2 separate regions of the Sus scrofa genome follow, and region 1 is linked to region 2. The links are chromatin contacts, called in public Hi-C maps. All regions are on one chromosome and are shown on one strand. The core of a region is the stretch at or near the end of the contact, and the rest is flanking DNA. Distances in the headings are between cores, read along the strand shown. Region 1 overlaps LOC110257072 (probable G-protein coupled receptor 148). Region 2 holds the start of SLC16A14 (monocarboxylate transporter 14).

Region 1 (6,143 bases), core at 74-2,573, 70 kb after region 2:
ACCAACATGGAAGCTTTCCCAGCCCTGTCCTTTGGGTTTTTGGGAAGGCTTCATTGCACAGCCGCAATTGATTGAATCATTGGCCACTGGTGATTCATTCAACCTCCAGCCCCTCTCCTCTCCCTGAAGGTTTGGGGAAGGGGTGGGACTGAAAGTTCCAACCTTTTAATCACATGGTTGGCCCCCTTCCTCAAACCTCCCCACCCCTGAGGGGTCCCTATTCTCAGGTGACTTAGGGACTTTCCAAAAGTCACCTCATTAACATAACAAATGTCCCTCAATCTCATCACTTAGCGTGTTCCAAGAGTTTTAGCTCTGGGCTAGAAATGAAATGAAGACCAAGTATGTATATATATATGTGTGGTGTGTGTGTGTGTGTGTGTGTGTGTGTGTGTGTGTGTGTGTGTGTGTGTGTTTCTTATTATAAATCATAATATCATGGTACTCACTCACCTGAAATGAAGACTCCAAATGATTTCTTTCTTTTTTTGTCTTTTTAGGGATGCAGCTGCTGTGCCTGCAGCATGTGGAAGTTGCCAGGATAGGGGTCAAATCAGAGCTGGCCCTACCAGCCTAAACCACTGCCACAGCAAAGCCAGATCCAAGCTGTATCTGAGACCTACACTGCAGCTTGTGGCAATTCTGGATCCTTAACCCACTGAGCGGGGCCAGGGATCAAACCCTCATCCTCATGGATACTAGTCGGGTTGGTTAACCACTGAGCCACGACGGGAGCTCCCCAGATAATTTCTTTGATCCGCGTCAACACTCTCTCTAAAGTTGCCATCATCTGTAACGAAAAACATATACTCTGTTGCTTGAGACTGTCCCCAAGGTCAGAGCGTTGGAAGACCACATGAGAGGCTTTACCGCAGATTCACCCTTTGTCGTTCTTTCTCCTGCAGGAGCCAAGGTGGCCTGAAGATCATGAACGTGTCTTCCGAGCACTGCAACACGTCGCATTGGCTGAGACTGGAAGCAACAGTGAAGGCCTCTGTATACGTGGTGGCTTTCTCCTTTGCCACCTTCACCACGGTCATCATTGTCTCCATAGTGTCACAGAACTCCAAGATGAGAAGGGAGGTCCGATACATCCTGCTTTGCCACCATCTGCTGTGCATCTCCTCCTACTGTGGCCTGGGGGTGGTTTTCCAGGGGATGCGGGCCATGCTGGCCAACAGCTCCCTGCTGATGTGCTGGGTGGTATTCGGGGCACAGCTCAGTGTTGGGGAAGGGATTCTCTTCACTCTGGCCCTGATGGCTGTCCACACCTACCTAGTGATTTGCTGGCCTTTGAAATCTCTGTCCTTTGTAGATTTAGTTAAATACCGGATTCTGGCTGGGATCTGGGTAATCATTATACTGAAGAATGTTTGCTTATTCCTCATAGAGGGCACTAACTCCACTTGGGTTGCTCTTTTAAAATCTGAACCCCTTTGCCCGGTGATCTTGAATGGCATTCCTGCCAGAGCCATCGGCATGGCTTTCCTTTTCCTCCTTCTGTCTATCATTCTTCTAAGTTACTCTCTGATATACAAAGAAGGGAAACGGGCTGGCCACTTTAATAGGTCCAATATCAAAGCAAGGAAAACAGTCCTTATCCATTTAGTGCAGTTGGGTTTGCATGTAATACCAACCCTGTTATTCATAGGTTTGGGAAAGAAGTGTGGCGTGTTTTTCTCTGCGTTAAATCTGGTGCTCTTTGGAGTCTTCGCGTTTGCCCAGTGTTTTAACCCTCTGATCTATGGACTCTGGAATAGAGAGCTGCAAAGCAGATTATACTATAGGATGTGCTGTCAACAGCAGTGTGGTCACACGATGAACAGCAGAGGGCCAGTTTAAACCAAAATTGAGCCATTTTAAATCAATAATGCTAGTCTTAATGAATGGACCGTCAGCTAAGGTGGAAGATTTGCTGTTTATTCAAAATTGATGCCTCAATTTGATTTTGAAAGTAATATGAGCAAATCAAACTTATTCACCTGGCTTAGAAACCGTGTTGCTGTATACACGGAGTTGGCCTCCGTGAAATCATTTCATGTCTTTAAACTGAAATTAGCATTTGGGGCAGCATGCCTTACTGTGTTTTAGGAGTTGGTCAGCTTTTGAGAATGCACTTGTTTTTAGAAACTGAGATATAGTCCATGGTTGATAGGAGGAGAAGTTTGGATCTTCCCCTTATATTAATTAGCAGTAGATTTGGCTACATATAATAACAAGTCAGAAACAAAATAATAGTTAGTATAAAAAGTTAGAGACTGATTTTTTTTCTTATGTAAAAGAAATCAAGAGATAACACAATCCAGGCTTATGTGGCCACTCTGCAGGCCACAGGCTCATTCTCTTCTATTCTTCTCTGTGGTTAGTATACTACCTCATGACCCAAGATGGCTATTAGTGCTCCTGTTGTCACATTTGCACTCCAGCCAACAGGAAGGAGGAAGGGGCAAAGAAATCTCCATACCTTCCTTCTAAAGACAATTTCTAGAAGTTAAACAACACTTTTTCTTACATCTAACTGGCCAAAATTTAGTCATGTAGTTATGACCTTAGATTTAAGGGAGAGTGGGAGGAAATTTTAGTAGGGTAGCAGTGTCTCCAGCTAAAAATTGGGGTCATTAATACCAGAAAAGGAAAGAAAAATGGATATTAGGAGGCAAAATTATTTCAAGCAAAATTTTTATTTATTTTATTTCCTCTCAATGAAATAAAATATAAAGAATGACAATGGATGAGTTATGATGCTCACAAAAACACAGTACATCTTTTATTTTGATATACAAATACAGAATTATCTGTTCTGGATCCCAGAAAAATTTATTTGGGTTATCTCAACAGCTTTCGAAGGGAATGGCATCAATAAGGAGATCACTGAACTGGTTTAAACTTGGGAACTCATAATTTAAATCTAAGTAAGTTTTGGGCAGTAGTATGAAATAAATTATTTCCTGGAAGTTTACATATGATATTTCTTTAGATAAAACACCAATATCTGAATCAGTCAGGGTTCAGTTCTAGTTTTAGGAATCATCTCTCTAGGTATTTTGAACAGAAAGTATTTAATAAAGGAATTAGATGCTTACAAGGTCACTGGAAGGGTTAGAGAAATGGAAATCAGGGGACACCACTGATTGATGCCAAGAGCAAACCACTGCAGCTGTGATCTGGATGTCAAACAGATGCTTCCACCACTGCCCCCCTGCTTCATGCCACTTGTGTCTTTGTGACTTTATAAGTGAAACAGCGACATGAAAATGGCCTCCATTTCCTTCCATCTTCTGAATCTCACACGCTTGGCTATAGTATGTAGAATCTAACTGGTACCCAGACGCTAAGAGCAAAGGAGTCTGGGAAATGTAGTTCCTAGTTTCACAGACATGGCAATACAGGAAGCTATCCCAAAAGAAGTATGAAATGAAGATTGAATGAGCTAGTTCATGGATCCCCCATTATGCTATTTAGTTATATTTGCAGGTAACCAACAAAGACAACCGATGCCATGTATTGAGCAACTCTTACTCCAGATGCTATGCAAGCTGTTTTACATACACTATGTCAAGTCTTCCCAACAATTTTTTTTTTTTTTTTTTGCGTTTTTAGGGCCACACCTGCGGCATATGGAGGTTCCCAGGCTAGGGGTCCAATCAGATCTGTAGCCTCCGGCCTATGCCAGAGCCACAGCAAGGCTGGACTCGAGACGCATCTGTGACCCACGCCACACCTCGTGGCAAAGCCAGATCCTTCACCCACTGAGCAAGGCCAGGGATCGAACCCGTGTCTTCATGGATGCTAGTTGGGTCCATTAACCACTGAGCCACGATGGGAACTCCCCCAACAATTTTTTAATGTAGGTATTATTATTTCTAATTTACACATGAGAAAATTTGAGGTGTAGAAAGGGCTTACGGGAGCTCAGGGGACAGGACCTCCCCTTTAAATTTGCCGTATATGAGACTTGGCCCAGGGTGATCATTTTATCACTGCAGAGAGCAGGACCAGTTTGCTGTGGAAATTGACGTCTTGATTCTCCACTTTGCTTCAGGTGTGAATGGCCGGCTTGTGGGAAAGTGCCTCTTTTCACCCATTGCTTTCACTACACTCCCTGTCCTTAGGCTGCCCTCGGTTTCAGATTCTAGGGGTTTCGAAGTCACGTCTGGACTCCATTGTGGCTTCCAGTTCTCCTTGCCGCCCCCCTAGGTCTTCAGTCTGTCTTCGCTCTCCCTCCAACCCCACTGCTGAGAATTCAAAGCACCATCTTCTCTTTTCCCTGTGCAAGTCCCCCTCCAGGGCAGGCACCAGGGCTTTTACCTCTGTCTCCTGGCAGGAGAGAAAAGTGAGTTATCTTAAAATTCCTGAGTATTGGGGAACATTTCTTTTGCTGTAACTGCAACCAGATTATTACCACATGAGACTATTTCTGGCTTCTATGTAGACAGGCTCTATAAACATATATTGACTAATGAAGAATGAACTTGGGCCCAATTTTAAAAAGCAAGGACAGAAAAGTAGTCTAAAATATCACCATAAGTAAATGTTGAATGGGGTTCTCACTGAGGCTCAGTGGGTTACAAACCTCACTGCTATCCAGGAGGATGTGGGTTCAATCTCTGGCCTTGCTTAGTGGGTTAAGGATCCGGTGTTGCTGTGACCTGTGGTGTAGGTTGCAGACGTGGCTTGGATCCCGCATTGCTGTGGCTATGGCTTAGGCTGATAGCTACAGCTCCACTTTGACCACTAGCCTGGAAACTTCCATATGCTGCAAATGTGGCCCAAAAAACTTAAAAAAAAGAAAAAAAGGTCTTTCCTGGCCCTTACATTTCCACCCAGCCTCCATCTCTTCTAGTTCTGGAAAAGCCACCTGGGGATTAAGAGAGCTGTAGAAACCTCAATTCCAACTGTAACCTTAATTTACCCTTGTGCTGGAGCAAAATATCCACAGGATCCAGCGATTAGGGCATCTTTGCCAGAGTAGGGGATGTTTTTCTGCCTGTCACATTTACAAAATGAGATTGTTCTTTGGAGCTGAAAATGATCAAAGGACTTTTACTACTTAAGAATGACGAGACCAAACGCTCATCAAAAGAGCCAGGAAACAGCACCTCATACTCATTTGGATGGCTATTATAGAAACAACAGGAAGCAAGTGTTGGCAAGGACGAGGAGAAACTGGAACCCCTGTGCACTCTTGCTGCGCTTGTAAAATAGTACAAACCCTCTAGAAAGCGGTATAAAAGTCCCTCAGAAAGTTAAAAATAGAACCATCACACGATCCAGCAATCCTACTTCTGAGTACAGATCCAAAAGAACTGAAAGCAGAGCCTAGAAAAGATAATTGCACATATTCATGTTTATCACAGCGCTATTCGCAATAAGCCAAGTGGTGGAAGCAACCCCCAAATCCATCAATGGATGGGAAAAAAAATGTGGCATATGCATGCAATAGAATAGCATTCATCCTTCAGAAGGGACGAAATTCTGTCACAGGCTACAATATGAATGAACTTGGGGATATCCTGCTAAGTGAAATAAATCAGTCACAAAGAGATAAACGCTCTCTGAATCCATTTATACGAGATAATCAAAGTACTTGAATTCATGGAAACAGAAAGTAGAATGGTGGTTCTGAAGGTCTGAAAGGAGGAGAAAATGGGTGTTGTTTAATGCGTATCGACTTTCAGATGAAATTATTTTCAGAAGAAAAATTCTGGAAATCTGTTTCACAACAATGTGAATATACTTACGGATGAATTGTACACTTAAAATGGTTATTATGGTAAATTTTATCTTGTATATTATTTATAAATATAATTTTAAAAAGCGCAATAGGCAAAAGCATAGGATCCAAGATCGCAGGCAAGTTTTTGTCGAAGAGGAGGTAAAGTTGAATCCACAAATGGGGTTGGAATGGGCCCTGGGAAAAGAATCAAGTTGTTTCCTGCTCAAATCCTATCATGTCCTGCTATTTACTATAAAGTTAACCACTTAACTATAAACTAGGCCAGCCATTTATTAGTCATAATTTGCTAAAAGCTAATTAGTCATAATTTGCTAAAAGCTAGTTAAAAAAAAAAAAAAAGGAGTTCCCATCATGGCTCAGTGGTTAACGAATCCGACTAGGAACCATGAGGTTGCGGGTTCAATCC
Region 2 (5,812 bases), core at 2,234-4,733:
TGAACCCACGTCCTCATGGATGCTAGTTGGGTTCGATAACCACTGAGCCACAATGGGAACTCCAGTAAGCATTTTTCTAAGCAATGCTAAACACTTTATGTTCTTACTGAATTATTTATTTTGTGGGCTGAGATGCAGTTGCCATTGAACTGCTCTTGACAGTGCTGCTTTATTTGCTCATAAATAAATGACGCTAAATAGCATTTAATGGAAAAGTTTTGTTCAAGAGGTGCAACGGTGCACGTAGAAAATAGTACCAAACGGAGAGTGGGGGTTGGGGGGGGGGAGGACAAAGTTCTGTCAGACCTTTAGGAGGTCCCTGAAGATCTTCCAGGCAATGGGATGGTCTGCATTTCACACCCACATCGGTTTAAAAGTAATTCCTCTTCCGCCTAATCACAGTTACCTGACTGCCCAGCCACGTTAACTAAAACAAACGAAGGGCATCAGAAATATACATGTCTATCCCTCACCTCCAAGTCTGCTTTAGCATTTTAATCTTTTTTTTTTTTTTTTCCTGCACCTGCATTATGTGGATGTTCTGAGGCCAGGGATGGAACCTGTGCCACAGCAGCGACCCGAGCCATAGCAGGGATAATACTGACTCCTTAACCCACTGAGCCACCAGGGAACTCCTGCTTTAGCATTTTGGCATTTATGTAATAATAAGATACAAAATACTTACCTGAGTGTTAGGACCCTACTCTCACTTGCAGAGAGTGGGAGAATGGGGGTGGGGTGGGGCATGGGGGTTTCTGGGTGACCCCACCCCAGGCTCCAAGTCTTTCTCCCCTATATAGTCTTTGAGCTCCCTCGTCTTTTCCACATCTTGACATACGTGTAAAATGACAACCCATGTGTGGGACAGTGGGGGAAATGGAGCAGTGAGGGCGGGATTTCTGCTAAGGGTGGATGTGTAAAATACAACCTATTCTAGGCTCATCTAGACCGGAAGCTCTGCAGGTGATATTAGGGTCTTGCATTGAAGGAGCTTGGGGAGCTAGAGGAAGGAAATGGGAAGATTATGGGCCCAACAGTCAACCTCTCACTCTTTCTCAAAGTGAGTTCATGAACCGTGCGAGAGAAACCATCAAGGGAGGAAATGAAGTAACACATGCAGGCTGTGACATAGAGGTCAGCTCCATATCTGCCTGGTAACAGGCAGAAATGAAAATAACTTAGAGCCTACTGAAGGGTTTCAGAGACTCAAGTTTCCACAACTCTGTTAGGGGCATACATTTTATGAGCATGTCATTGATTTTTTTTTTTTTTTTGTCTTTTTAGGGCCGCACCTGCGGCATAGGGAAGTTCGCAGGCTAGGGGCTGAATTGGAGCTGCAGCTGCCACAGCAACATGGGATCTGAGCCGCGTCTGTGACCTACACCACCGCTCATGGCAACGCCCGATCCTTAACCCACGGAGCGAGGCCAGGGATCGAACCTGCAACCTTATGGTGACTAATCGGGTTCGTTAACCACGGACCCACGATGGGAACTCCATGATTTTTAATTTGGTTATTGTGATTAGGTCACATGTGATGAGCTCATTATAAATGAGCAGTAAAGGGGGAAGGGACAGATGAAAATGAAAATTACAATCTTCCCCAAAGGTGGTCAGACTATGTTGGTAGCAGATTCTTCATTAGATGCAGGTGTATGGTGGCTCCGTGGGTATGTGCCCTCTAGACCTGGTGCACACTGGAAATCTTGGGCCTTTAGAGGGCGCACTTGAGGCCAAGAGGCTGAAGAGAGGAGCAGCAAAGGCTGGGCAGCTGAGCTAGTGCTGAGACGACACAGCAGGAGGAATGCGGAACCTAGCGGGGTTAACGCTGTATTAGGGGGAAGTAAACATATAAAAGCCTTCTATGGGTCAGGGGCTGTCCTTGGTGGCTTCTCCACATAATTCTGTCCATTTGATATTAATGTTCCATTTCACAGATTGAGTTAATCGAGGCACTTTGTAGAATGTGGCGATGAAGCTTAAGTCAAACTAGCAGGTGGCAGAGGCCAAATTTGAACTGGGGGCCTGAGGGATTCCAAACCCTGTTTTATCCACCCCCCCAACTAATAATTTAACCAATTAGCTCTCTCATACACACACAAAGAAGCCAGGCAAGACGAAAAGGAATCTTTCTAATGACCAGTAATAACCCTCACTCATCCTTGCTAATGAGCCTGGATCAACTTTTCCGCGGAAAGAAAACGGCTTAATTGGTAAGCAGAGTTGAGCTCCTAAAACCCCGCCAATGGCCTTGGGGGCATCAGGCCCTGAAATGGCCGCCCCTGGTCCCTTGCCCTATTTTAGTCTCTTCTTTCCTCTCCGGAGGAGCCTTGATCAGACCCACTAGGAAGGACCTGCACCTGCAAGTCCTGGCCTTGTCCCCGCTCGACCCGGCCTCGGAGCCCCTCCTCCCAGCACCATCCCCGCCACGGGCCCTCCTCCCTGGCACTTCTTGATCCCTCTTCTCTGGCACCCAGAGACCCCCCGGCCCCCATCCCCGGCAGCCCGCGTCTCCGGCTGGCTCGGAAGACGCCAGCACCTCGGGGAAGCGGGCCCGATGGCAGTCCTGGCAGCCAGCGCGGGGAGGCAACCCGCATCCTCAAGTCTCCTAGCCGCGCCGCCCCCGCCCGGGTTTCCCCCTCTCCGCTCCATCACTGCTAGATCGAGTCCCAAACTGGGGTCGCGAGACAAGGCGGCAGCGATGGTGGGCGCGGGGCCGAGCGCGCCCCTGGGGCCCGGGTTCCGAGGGGGCGCTGAGCGCCCTGGCCGACGCGCGCGGGGCCCTGGCCGCCGTGGGAGCGAGGCGCGCGTCCCCACGCTCCGCCCCGGCCCGCGATTACCCCGCCCGCCCCGAGGTGGCCTCGCCCGCGGCTCGGGAGCCCCCCGGCGGGCGGCCTGGGCGCGACTCCCGCGCCTCGGTGCAGCCCTACCCTCGACCGCCGGAGCAGCCTTCCCCGACCCTGCCCCGGGCCCGCGCCGCCGCTTCCCGGGCGTGTGGGTGCATCGGCCACCCGCCATCCAAGATGCGCCCGGGGCCGCTCCATCCCCGGGCCCGCGGCGCCGCAGGCCTCGGGATACTCACCGCCCGCAGCCCGCGAGGCGGCGGCCTCACTCGGCTCCTGGCCCGGATGCCCGAACTTGCTGTCTTCCTCGGAGCCCCCTGAGCGGCTGGGCGGAGAGAATTGTAGCGATGTCGCCTATCATCCTGGAGATGCGGGTACCCGCAGCTCGGCGCTCCGCCGGGCTCGGTGCGCTGTGCGGGCTCCCGGCGCCTCTGCCGCTGGCTGCCGGGCCAGCTCCGTTTTGTGGAGCTTCGAGCTCGAGGCCTCAGTACGTGTGGCTTTAAAAACGGTGCGTTCGGAGGTGCCCGAACCTAACCTGAGCTTCCTTCCAATCCGTGCAATTTCAAATCTCCACGCTCGCTCATTCCTATACCGGCTAATTCTGGTTTGGCAGGAAAAAAAAAAAAAAAAAATTGCAGTCACCTCACGTGCACACTCTTGTGGCCGCTTGTAATTTCTAGCTTTGGCTGAGCTTCGCTAATGCTCTTGGCACATTCATAACTGTAGGAAAGGGCCTGAGAGCTAAGGTGCAGGTGAGCGTAGAAGTATCTTGCATTTCTCTGAGACAGAGAAGTGATTAAAAAACAACAACAAAAACCCTCATGTAAGGCTAGGGCACAAAATATGGCAGCTTGTAGCTGGAAGACTTGGGCAGGCCCCGCGGTTTTCTTGGCCAAAAAGGACAAAAATTCCATATCTTTTGTCCCATCCCAGGTGGTACCTCTTCCTGCCCCTCCACTATCTGACTGTAGCCTGCTACCTGCATTGATGAGTGCCAGGTACAAATTTCATTTCTAAGTGTATCTACTCTGTTCCCAACGAGGCACCCACTACAGGCTTGGACCCCGTGGAAAGTGTCCAGTATTTGTTAAGAGAATGTAAAATAGCCTATTTTACCTCACCTGAAGGGTTTTGGACATAGGCTGTGTTGCTGTTGTACCATAGTCTCACAAAGGTGTGATTGAAAACAACACAAAGTTATTATCTTAGAGTTCTGGAGGCCGGAAGTCGGAGATGGGTCTTCCTGGGCTAAAATCAGTGAAATGGCGGGGTTGTGTTCCTTCTGGAAGCTCTAGGGAAGAGCTCGTGCTTCTAGGGGGTGTTCACATTCCTGGGCTCCAGGCCACTTCCTGTCCTCAAAGCCAGCAACTTGTGTCACTCTGGGTCTTTCTGTGTAGCCCCATCTCCCTCCGTCTCTTCAATTCTGCCTACCTCTTCCCCTTTTAAGGGCTGGGGGGATTTCATTGGGCCTACCCGGGGTAATTGGATTCTTGGCTAATCCATCTAATCGCCTCGTTTTAAGGCCAGCTGATTAACAAAATTAATTAATGAATGCCACCTGCAGCCTTAATTCCCTTTGCCGTGTGAGGTAACATCTTCTTAGGGTCCAGGGATTAGGATGTGGACACATCTTTGAGGGGCCATTATTCTATCTACCATGAAATTCCTTCTTCCTTCTTTTACCCTTCCTTTCTTATTTTATTTTTTTGCAAAAAAATAAGATGCACATGCATTTCACATAGTCACTTCTTTTTTTTTTCATTTTTAAAAAAAATTTATTGAAGTCTAGTTGATTTAGAAGGTTGAGATCATGTCTCCTGTGCAACAGAGATTCAGTTATGCATGTACACCCATCCATTCTCTTTCACATTCTTTTCCCACATAGATTATCACAGAATATTTTTTTCTACAGAATAAAATACATATATTTAAACACAATGACATTCAGACAGATTATTATATCATGGATCTTAAGAAACAGATTAAGTGTCTCCCTCTGGAGAAGTGGAATGGAAAATATGCTGAGACAAATAGGAAATTTATTCTCTGCTTTATCCCATTTTGTATGGCTTTCATCTTTACTATTTAGTATTATCTATTACATTTCAATTTTTCTTTAAAAATTAGCACTATATTAAAATTGTGTATATTGTGCAACTAAAATATGTAAAGAAAAAGCCTCACATACCATTAAATATTTTATATAGCATAATAAAAAGAATAACTTAACTGGTAAGAATAACAAAAATAATACACCCTCTGAAAATAAGTAAAATATAAAATACATAAATTGGTTAAAAAACAGTGTAACTATATAAATATGTCCTCACAATTTGTTGCATCTTATTGATCAATAAAGGCATTACACCATTCTAGGTGATGTGATAAACGAGACATTATAGACCTTACATCGTACCATGGAGAGAAATGGTTATTAATAATACAATTGTAGAACTGTATTATTTAATTGTACAGTTGCATTATTTAATTATAATTATCATAAATTCTTTGATGGAGAGGAAATCAGAATCAGTTCTAAGAAGACTTCAGCATTCCAAGAATGATGTCAAATGACCCCCTTCATGGTGGATTATGTACTTATTTACTATGAGATCTATTTCTTCTCCAGAGATACATAGTCACTTCTTATATATCAAATCTTGATTTAAAAAAAAATCATTGAGAGGGAGTTCCCTTCGTGGCGCAGCTGTTAATGAACCTGACCAGGATCCATGAAAATGCAGGTTGGATCCCTGGCCTTGTTCAGTGGATTAAGGATCCAGCATTGCCGTGAGCTGTGGTGTAGGTCACAGACTTGGCTCGGATCCCACATTTCTGTGGCTGTGGCATAGGCCAGCAGCTGTAGCTCTGATTACACCTCTAGCCTGGGAACCTCCATATGCCACAGGTACGGTCCTAAAAAAAAAAAAAAAAATCATTGAGAACATTATGAGAAATTGGGGTCAAGC

What was found. Hi-C and Micro-C count contacts between places; a contact is called where the count stands out from the background.
Region 1: a contact with region 2 is called in a Hi-C map of fetal liver, with 2.8 times the contacts expected there. The contact joins the enhancer-like site here to the promoter of SLC16A14 in region 2. A contact is called at or near these places in 1 of 5 promoter capture datasets (fetal liver), 7 of 47 Hi-C or Micro-C datasets (brain, fetal liver, heart right ventricle and 4 more) and 2 of 2 datasets of contacts at active chromatin or transcription factors (alveolar macrophages and skeletal muscle).

What each region holds. Positions count from the first base shown.
Region 1 is chr15:131,149,363-131,155,505 of Sscrofa11.1, forward strand. It overlaps LOC110257072 (probable G-protein coupled receptor 148), which reads left to right. Exons shown (of 4, transcript XM_021075660.1): 4 at 906-2,959. The coding sequence starts at 928. The coding sequence ends at 1,842. Among named protein-coding and RNA genes, the nearest start is that of SLC16A14, 72 kb to the left of the region's middle. Within about 2 kb of position 1,324, at least 1 of the 83 cell types and tissues checked has an H3K27ac peak or open chromatin away from gene starts, as enhancers often do. A contact at or near this core is called in fetal liver, where this site is marked.
Region 2 is chr15:131,077,448-131,083,259 of Sscrofa11.1, forward strand. It overlaps SLC16A14 (monocarboxylate transporter 14), which reads right to left and starts at 3,484. Exons shown (of 5, transcript XM_021075126.1): 1 at 3,083-3,484.